2 separate regions of the Danio rerio genome follow, and region 2 is linked to region 1. A link is a contact called in public Micro-C data. All regions are on one chromosome and are shown on one strand. The core of a region is the stretch at or near the end of the contact, and the rest is flanking DNA. Distances in the headings are between cores, read along the strand shown.

What was found. Hi-C and Micro-C count contacts between places; a contact is called where the count stands out from the background.
Region 2: a Micro-C map of caudal fin shows a contact between it and region 1, with 9 times the contacts expected there. The contact joins two enhancer-like sites. A contact is called at or near these places in 2 of 18 Hi-C or Micro-C datasets (caudal fin and an unstated tissue).

What each region holds. Positions count from the first base shown.
Region 1 is chr20:25,073,196-25,077,459 of GRCz12tu, reverse strand. It overlaps a transcript of pdgfra not described here. Among named protein-coding and RNA genes, the nearest start is that of gsx2, 41 kb to the right of the region's middle. Within about 2 kb of position 2,624, at least 2 of the 62 cell types and tissues checked have an H3K27ac peak or open chromatin away from gene starts, as enhancers often do. A contact at or near this core is called in caudal fin, where this site is marked.
Region 2 is chr20:25,492,785-25,497,416 of GRCz12tu, reverse strand. The region is part of intron 5 of scfd2 (sec1 family domain containing 2); the gene reads right to left. Among named protein-coding and RNA genes, the nearest start is that of rasl11b, 130 kb to the left of the region's middle. Within about 2 kb of position 3,131, at least 12 of the 62 cell types and tissues checked have an H3K27ac peak or open chromatin away from gene starts, as enhancers often do. A contact at or near this core is called in caudal fin, where this site is marked.

The DNA.
Region 1 (4,264 bases), core at 1,375-3,874:
GGAAAATTAAGTTTTTCAAACCAATTGATTTCAGTTCTGCAAACTTATATATATATTTGTTTATTTTGAGTCATATATATACACATGTTATTTGTGTTCATATTGTCAAACATAAATGATTAATTACTTAAACAATTTAAGTTCATTTAATTGAACAAATTAAGTCCAAAAAACTAGCTACAGGTACCCAAATGGTTTGGTATTGTTTCTAGCATAAAACAGAATTAATGGATTCATAACTGATTCGATTTGAGTTCTACTTAATATAATTAGTTTATGAGTTGCCAAAACTCTTTTAATTAATTCACTTTTTTACTAATTTCACTAACTAATAATTAACTTGTAAAAAATTATAAGTTTATTTTATTTCTATTAGTGTTTTCACTGTTTGGTTTTACAGTGTATGATTTATTTCACAACACTTGGATAACAGAAATCAAACTGTTTAGATTGAGTCTCACGTGTTGCTTTTGGTCTTCTGGTAACTTTTTTCCAGTGTGTATTAAGGTAAATGGAGATTTAAGATTTGTGTGGGTGAGCGAGCAGGACTCAACCTCTCCACCGCACACCACAGAGACACTAACACACATGCTTCAGCAGATTATGACCACTAATCTCACTTTATGGCATGCTGCCTCAGGACGAACACTCACACATTCACTTTCTCTCTGATCTGCTGCTGCACACACATTCAGCTGGACGCTGGCCAGGCATCAGATCACTGTCAGTTCAGCTGAAGTGAGTGGATGAATGAATTCAAGATGAGATTTCTGTGACTGTAATAAGAGTAGCTGTACTCCTGTTGATAAAAATGACAGTTGACACTTGTGGCGCACAGTGGCTTCAAAAGTTTTGAATACTGAAGTCACATGTAAAATGTAGGAATGTTTATTTGCCCAAGTAACATTTCTAATAAAATATATAACATAGTTATTGAAACTAGGCATAGGCTGGTATAGGATTCTGATGATATAATAACCTTGGATAAAAAGTATCACAGTTTAACGGTATTTTCACTACTGCTCTAAAATATATTCTTTTTAAGTGTCTGGGTAAAAAAACAGAAAAATTTTTCCCCTTTGAAGACAATATATTTTATTTTAAGAAACATATTTAAAAAAAAAACAGTATTTTGGAGCAGTAAACATGTCAGGCTAAATAATTCAAATGAATCATTGACATCTGCTGTCTTCATTAGTTTAAAATGGCGTCTGGATATCTTTTCGCTGGAGATTCTGTTGTTTTAAAAAAACAACAACAACAAAATATATGAATAAAAAATTCTACACACACCTTAGGAATGGTATAACAGAAAATTTTGTCTGTTTTAAAACCTTGACTTTTATAAACCGCGGTATACTTTGAAAACTATTATCAACCCCTGACTAATTGAAACAGTTATTTACACCCCTTATTCTTGGCTCCTCCTGGAATTTTTATTTTATTAAGTCCACATGAGCCGGAAGCTGCAACTTTTTTTTGTTTATTTATTTATTTTATTGTGACAGTTCCTAGAGAAACAATATGGAAAGGCAAACCAATGGGCGTGGCATGTTTTTTTCTGCTGCAAGCTGAATGGATGTAGTAAAGTGGGCATTTCATTCAGAAAGTTGGGGAAAAGGGCTTGGGAAGAGACTAAACACTAAACTCCTCCTTCTCACCATTTCTGTTTGTTGTCAAAACTGACAGTTGGAGCAGCGTGGTTAAAAATGTAAGCCACGTCCAATTCCTAAGATATACAGTTAAAGTCAGAATTAATTGCCCCCCTTTGATTTGTATTTTTATTTTTAAAATATTTCCTAAATGATGTTTACCAGAGCAAGGAAATTTTTACAGTATGTCTGATAATATGTTTTATTTTGGAGAAAGTCTTATTTGTTATGTTTTGGCTAGAATAAAAGCAGTTCTTAAATTTTTATGAACCATTTTAAGGTCAAAGTTATTAGCCCCTTTAAGCAAATTTTTGTTGGGCTGTCAACAGAACAAACCAACGTTATATAACAACTTGCCTAATTACCCTAACCTGCCTAGTTAAGCCTTTAAATTTCACTTTAAACTGTATAGAAGTGTCTTGAAAAATATCTAAAATATTATTTACTGTCACCATGGCAAAGATAAAATAATTCAGTTATTATAAATGAGTTATTAAAACTATTATGTTTAGAAATGTTAAAAAAAACCTCTCTGTTAAACAGAAATTGGGGGAAAAAATAAACAGGGGGGCTAATAATTCTGACTTCAACTGTACGTAATCTGACAATTGAACTGAAAACAAACAGGAAATGCATTTTTAGATTTCAATTTAAGATTAGAAGGGCAAACATTTTTTTTCTTAATGACATGCACAGATGAATTGTTCACCACAAAACTAGCAATGTGAGCTAACAAAATCATATGGTTAGTTTTGATTTCATGGGGACTTTAAGAGTGAACGGTCACATTTCTGAAATGGAAGTCAGGAGGAAAGAATTAAAAGTTGATGATAGTGTCATGATTCATTCATGTTTTCTTGATTAATGTCTTTGATATTTGTTCTCACTTTTCACTTTAACAGGCTTGTGGTTACCGTCCCCAGCTCTGATTCACATTAAGGCTATGTAAGGAGGCCTGATCTCTGTTTATATGTGTTCATGCCTCTACATGTCAGTGTGAGAAAGGACTGTTTCTGATCAGTGCATTTGAAAGTAGTGTGTGGGCTTTTGTGATGTGTCATTAATAGTTTTGCCATGTGTTAGAAGTTTATCACTCTATAGTAAGCAGCGAGTCTTGCAGTCTCGATGTATGTCAGCATTTAAGTTACAAATATATGTGTGTGCACTCAATGCTGTTTTGTTGCGGTCTGAAGATGCTCTTGAAGTTCGGGGCTTTGTGTTGTTGCTTTTTTTAGCATCTGGGGGTTTGAAAAAAAGTTGGATTTACTTGGCAAACACAAGAGGCGAGACCCTTTTAAAGCCACTTCAGAAGTGAAAAAATCTAAGGAAAAAGTCTCAGTTCACAATTTACTTGATTTATGCTTCACTTGACATTGTGAGAATAAACAGTGACAATCAGCACTTTGTGGTGTCAGCAGAAAGCACTGTGACACTGACACTGATGTGTATACTGTACCCACATAGCAAAATTTCTCTGGCCCACACAATCAGCTTTTGATTGGCCCACATGCTGCATAAATTACAGTACATGATTGGACCAAATCTGGCTTCCATACAAAGGCCAAACATGGACCATATCTGGTCCAAGTCTCAGCCAAGTTAAGAACCCATAACTGGGCCAGATATGTTGACTGCATGACTGCAATAAATTTGATAAACCCATTTAGCATTTCACTTTTTGGTCATGCTTTTTCTTGAAGTGACTTAATTTTTTTTCTTCTCAAAAATAATTTAAACGTATTTTAAAAGTGGGTCAATTTAGGCCAAACTTACGTTGATCACATAAAAATTTTTAACATCTAGGCCAAATGTTAGTCTTGAGTGCCACCTATAAGACGATGCCACCTCTGCCAAACCCAGGCCATGTTTGGAAAACATACTGTATGCCAGTCCAAGACAAATGCCTGCTGTACCAGCTTTATGCCAAATCTGGCAGGCAGAGTGAGAGAGAGATGCAGATTGACAAAGTATCAAATGACAAATGAAAAAAACTTACATACTGTTTGCTTTATTTGTCCGTCTGATTGTTCATGAAATTTATAAAAATCCAAACTGGTAAAACAACTGAAAATACCATTATGAAACAATAGTTTTTCTCCAATTTATGATGGCCAAAATTATTTCCATTTCTCATAAATATTCGTAAAAGTAGCGTTTTAAAGTGCGTATTGTCAAGAAAGAATAACATTTTTGGAATCAAGAATAACTAATCAAAGCTGTATTTAAGCAGTTTTTAGACTTTACATTAAAATGACATTATTCACTTGTTGCATTTAAAGTTATTTCCACTTTTTATAGTGTTAGTGTGAATTAATTTTATTATTAACATATTAATTACTGTACTCGAAATTTAAGACCTTTTTATAAATATGCTTTACATAATTTACGTTAACGAAAAAGTTTGCTAATGCCTTTATTTATGTTTATTGCATAGTAAGCATCATTTATGTAGCAAATCGACAGCCTGTTATGTAGTATGAATAAATAAATAAATAAATTGAAACTTTAAAAAGATTATTATTTAAAATGATTTAAATAAAAAAGTAATAATAAATAGATATTAAATAAATAGAATTATCTACAAATAATTCAATTTTGATTGTTTATTTTCA
Region 2 (4,632 bases), core at 1,882-4,381, 420 kb before region 1:
TGAGATTCATCACCTAAAGAAGTCTGTTGAGCATCCACTAAACAAGGTTGTCCTAATTTAACTTAAACCTGTTCCAACACACTTATCTGGGAATTTTGAGTAACTATAAAGATGCTAATTAACAGGTTCTGGAGGGCTACAGCAATCAGTGATACATACAGCTCTCCATAACTCTGCAGGACAACAGTCCTCCAGGAACAGATTTGTGTACACTTGAACTATAATAATTCATGAAACACTGCCCTCTGGTGTTAGCTCACAAAAATACAACTTTCTATCATTTACAAAGCAGGTTTACTGTGACAAAATACAAGAATCAATGATGCAAACAGTCAGCATTAAAAATGAACAGCTCAACTAGATTAATCTAGACAACTAGATTATATTCAGCTCTGTTTAGCTGTCATTAAGTTCAGTTAAAATATGTACAGATCATTAATTATGAAGCAGACTTAGTTGATCTACAAGCAGTTATAACTACTTGTTTTTTTCCAATAACACTAGTGTAGTTCATTCATTTGTTCGTTCGTTCGTTCGTTCATTCATTCATTCTTTCATAAATCTTTGGCCTAGTCCCTTTCACTAGTGTAGTTACTATTTAGAAATCAATCGAATTTCTGCATATTAGGCATATTTTAAGCCACAACTACGCAAGCCAAAGGCAACAATAGAACCTAAACTCAAATCGGGTGACAGAAATGAAGAAATATTCTGAATGAATACTCATATTTTCTTAAGCATGGGAGAAACTTGAGTCTTAAGCAAGGTTTCCTGTGCATCCCGCTGTGAAGTGATTAAGTATCAGAGATGAAGAGGTATCCGCAGTGTGTCTGCATTCACCGCATGAATCTGTGTGTGTGTTTTGGGGGAAATGCTCTTTCTCCCTTTGGGCTAAATGACACCTGGCATTCCCATTACGGCTCTGAAAAACAAACATACGGCTCTGGTGTACAACAAGCATATCTCCGCACGTGCACGCTCACGCTCACGCACACACACACTGTAAGAGTGAGTGTTGAAGAAATGGGTGTTGACGTTCTCAATGAACACACTGTGGTCCTCAGAGACAAACCCTGAAAGACATGTTTATGACATCCTGTCTTGTTTCACCCTGTTTCATAACTACAGATCTCTCCTTTTCTGTGTGCATTCAGCCATCCATCTGCGGTGACTACATTTCTTATTTACTCCTCTGTCTCTGCTCAACATGTATGTAAAACACACATCATTTTTATTTGACAGGCAAAATGGGGGGCAATAGAGAAAGCAAATGTTAATTATAAATATGAGTCTGTGTAGAAAACAAAACGGAGTCTTCAAGTTCTACTGTTTTACGTAGGTTTTTTTTCTTAGAATTTGTAATGTTGATTTTTTTTTTTAATGAGCTAATGATTATACTTTTTTACTTAAACGATTTAAGTAATTACTTGAGCACAGTATACCAAAAACTTGTCATTCATATTTTTGAATATGTGCTAATCTTCTCTATTGAACAACCACAGTGTACACCATAAACTAACAAAATCATTTTGGAATTTTGATTATTATGTTAAGAACTTTTTATATCAAAATGTTTTTTAATAGAAAATATTTTTTAAATAGAATTTTTTATCGCTATAATGCACATAAATGCATTGTATATTAATGGATAAATGGGTAATAATGGAAATAAATCCAAATGTGTTTATCCAATAAATAAATAAATAAATAAATAAACAAACAAACATGCTGTGTTATGTAGAATAAAAAATTGAGCCAAGTACTGAGGAAATATAGCTACTATTTAAAGTAATCTGCATTTAAATTAATTGTGTGAAATCTGCTATTTAAGCACATGTTACAAATAACCCTCTGACTGTTACAACTTGGCTCGCAGGTGAGGTAAATAGTAACATTTTTACTCCTGGTAATTTTGGCAATACTGCACAGAAACTATGAGTCTGGCGAGCATAAATTCATTGTTCATTTGTAGAAGAGGTTTGTATTTCGTTAGTAAAAAAAAGAAATATATATATATATATAAAAAAAAAAAAAAAAAAAAAATATATATATATATATATATATATATATATATATATATATATATATATATATATATATATATATATATATATATATATATATGGTTTATCTAACCCCATTACTTTGTTCATTATTTGGCCAAAACCAAAAAGTGTTACTTTGTGCACATCTCTCCATTATTTGTTTAAAAAAGTACCACACTACAACTCTCATTTTAGCAAAAAAAGCATATGACCCCTTACTAAGATTAGACTTTAAAATACCTTTTCCCGTCTAAAAATGGCAAAAACGTTATACAAAAGTTATAAAAGTTTAAAAGTTATAAAGTTTTTATTAACCTCCCCCTGCAGGATGAAACAGGTACAGTCAACGCTGCTGAAATAAGATGTACGTGTCACATACAGTATAGGCTGCCTGTGAACATTCAACAGTAAAACAGACACTTAACCACTTACATACCATAGAACTCTATGAAAACTTCAACTATAAACAAAGACGCAGGAAATGTGAGCCACTCGGTCACGCACCCACAAATATGCATGCATATGTAATAAAATACACATTTAAAAGTATATGAGAACACCAATGCAGCATTCAAGGGCAGTTTGGGATAGTGGCTGCATGGTAATGTGGTGGTGAAGTTTTTATGAACCAAAAGGGGGCACTGTGGCTCCAAGAATCAGGTGGTCTGATTGCTGGCAACTTTATTTCAGTCCTCCCCCATGAGATATAAGTCATGGGCACACACCCACCGTTAAACACACCCACCGTTAAACACACCCACCGTTAAACACACACACACACACACACACACACACACACACACACACACACACACACACACACACACACACACACACACACACACACACACACACACACACACACACACACACACACACACACACACACACTGTAGTAAAACTTGGCCATTTTATTTCATTTTCCTCCGGGAGATTAGCGTCAGTCTAGCTTCGTCCAACTTCTCTCTTTTTTTATAACACACAGGAAAAAAAGGCAAGAAAAGGCACTATATACGCAGCCCAGATGTGCCCCTCTCCGTCACAATTTCCTTCATTCTTCTATTTCCTCCCTCTCTTTTATACCTTCCTTTCTTCTCATCGTCTCTCACTTGCGAACCGGTCCCTTCTTATCATGAGCACAGGTCCCATGAAACAGTGAGAAAGCCTGAGAAAATGCTCGATTGTGCAATTTCTCAATACTTTCTGTCTTGATTTCAACACAAACAAATGGTTCTCACAGTTTGAGATACATCTTGGTGTTTGTTTAACTGAAAGAAGTGTGAGAAATGACACAGATGTTGGTCTCAGAAAGAAAGAGAATGGTAGAATTGTTTGTTTTGTGGTATCTTACCACCTGGTTCACTAATGGAAATATGCAAATTAGTTAATGCAGATAAGTTCCTAGAGAAAAGAAAAAAAAACAGAAAAAAAAACAATTGCACTCTGATGTTTTGCTGCATAGTTTTGAGCACTTTATTGTGGATGTTTCAGTGCACTACTATATGACATATTTTACTGGACAGAATAAAGTGGCTGACACACAGTACTAAACTCAACCTACTCAAAACTAGCTGCTAAAAGTCAGAGAATGCAGATTTCAAATAAATTGCATAGTGTATAGCAGTCACAGACTCAAGTTGTTTAGCTTCATTGTTTGATTGCATCCAGTCGGAGGATATCCACTCATAGTTCAGCCAATTATGTAAGTTTGACACCCAGTGGTTGAACTTGGTATTGCACTCCTGGTTTAAAACACGCAAGCACAGGTTGCCAGATTGACAACAGCAACAAGAGTGTGCTTGACTATTGAAACTAAAGACTGATTTAAACTATGTTCTAAATATGAGCAATAAAGTGCAATAGAAGGAATATTTTCCATATTAAAATGAGTTTTTGTTCTAACCAACACCTGAAATATATACTTTAGAAAAGGCTTCTAATCCTTGCAGCTGAACAACAGAATAAACTGACAATGATCACCTCAGTTACACCTCATGTGCTTTATTCCATGTTAAATGCTAATAATGAGCGTTTGAATGCCATTTTACATGCCATTTATTGCATGAAAGTAGCAGCAGCAGATAGTTCACCTATTTAACTTTTATAAATTTAAATTTAAAATTATATATTTATTATAAATTGTCAAAGAATTGTGACTTAGTGCAAGCCAACACATATCAGTAATTTAGCATGTACATTTAATAATGTTAAAGGTAAAGGTTTAAATGTAAATTTAATGTGTATTTATATAGCGCATTTATTGTGTATGGCCATACACCCAAAGCGCTTCACAATCATGAGGGGGGTCTCTCCACACTACCACCAGTGTGCAGCATCCACTTGGATGATGCGACGGCAGCCACAGGACAATGGCGCCAGTGCGCTCACCACACACCAGCTATAGGTGGAGTGGAGAGACAGTGATCGAGCCAATTCGGTGGAAGGGGATGATTGGGAGGCCATGATCGTAAGGGCCGATAGAGGGACTTTGGCCAGGACACCGGGGTTACACCCCTGCTCTTTCACGAGAAGTGCCATGGGATTTTTTTAATGACCGCAGAGAGTCAGGACCTCGGTTTAACGTCTC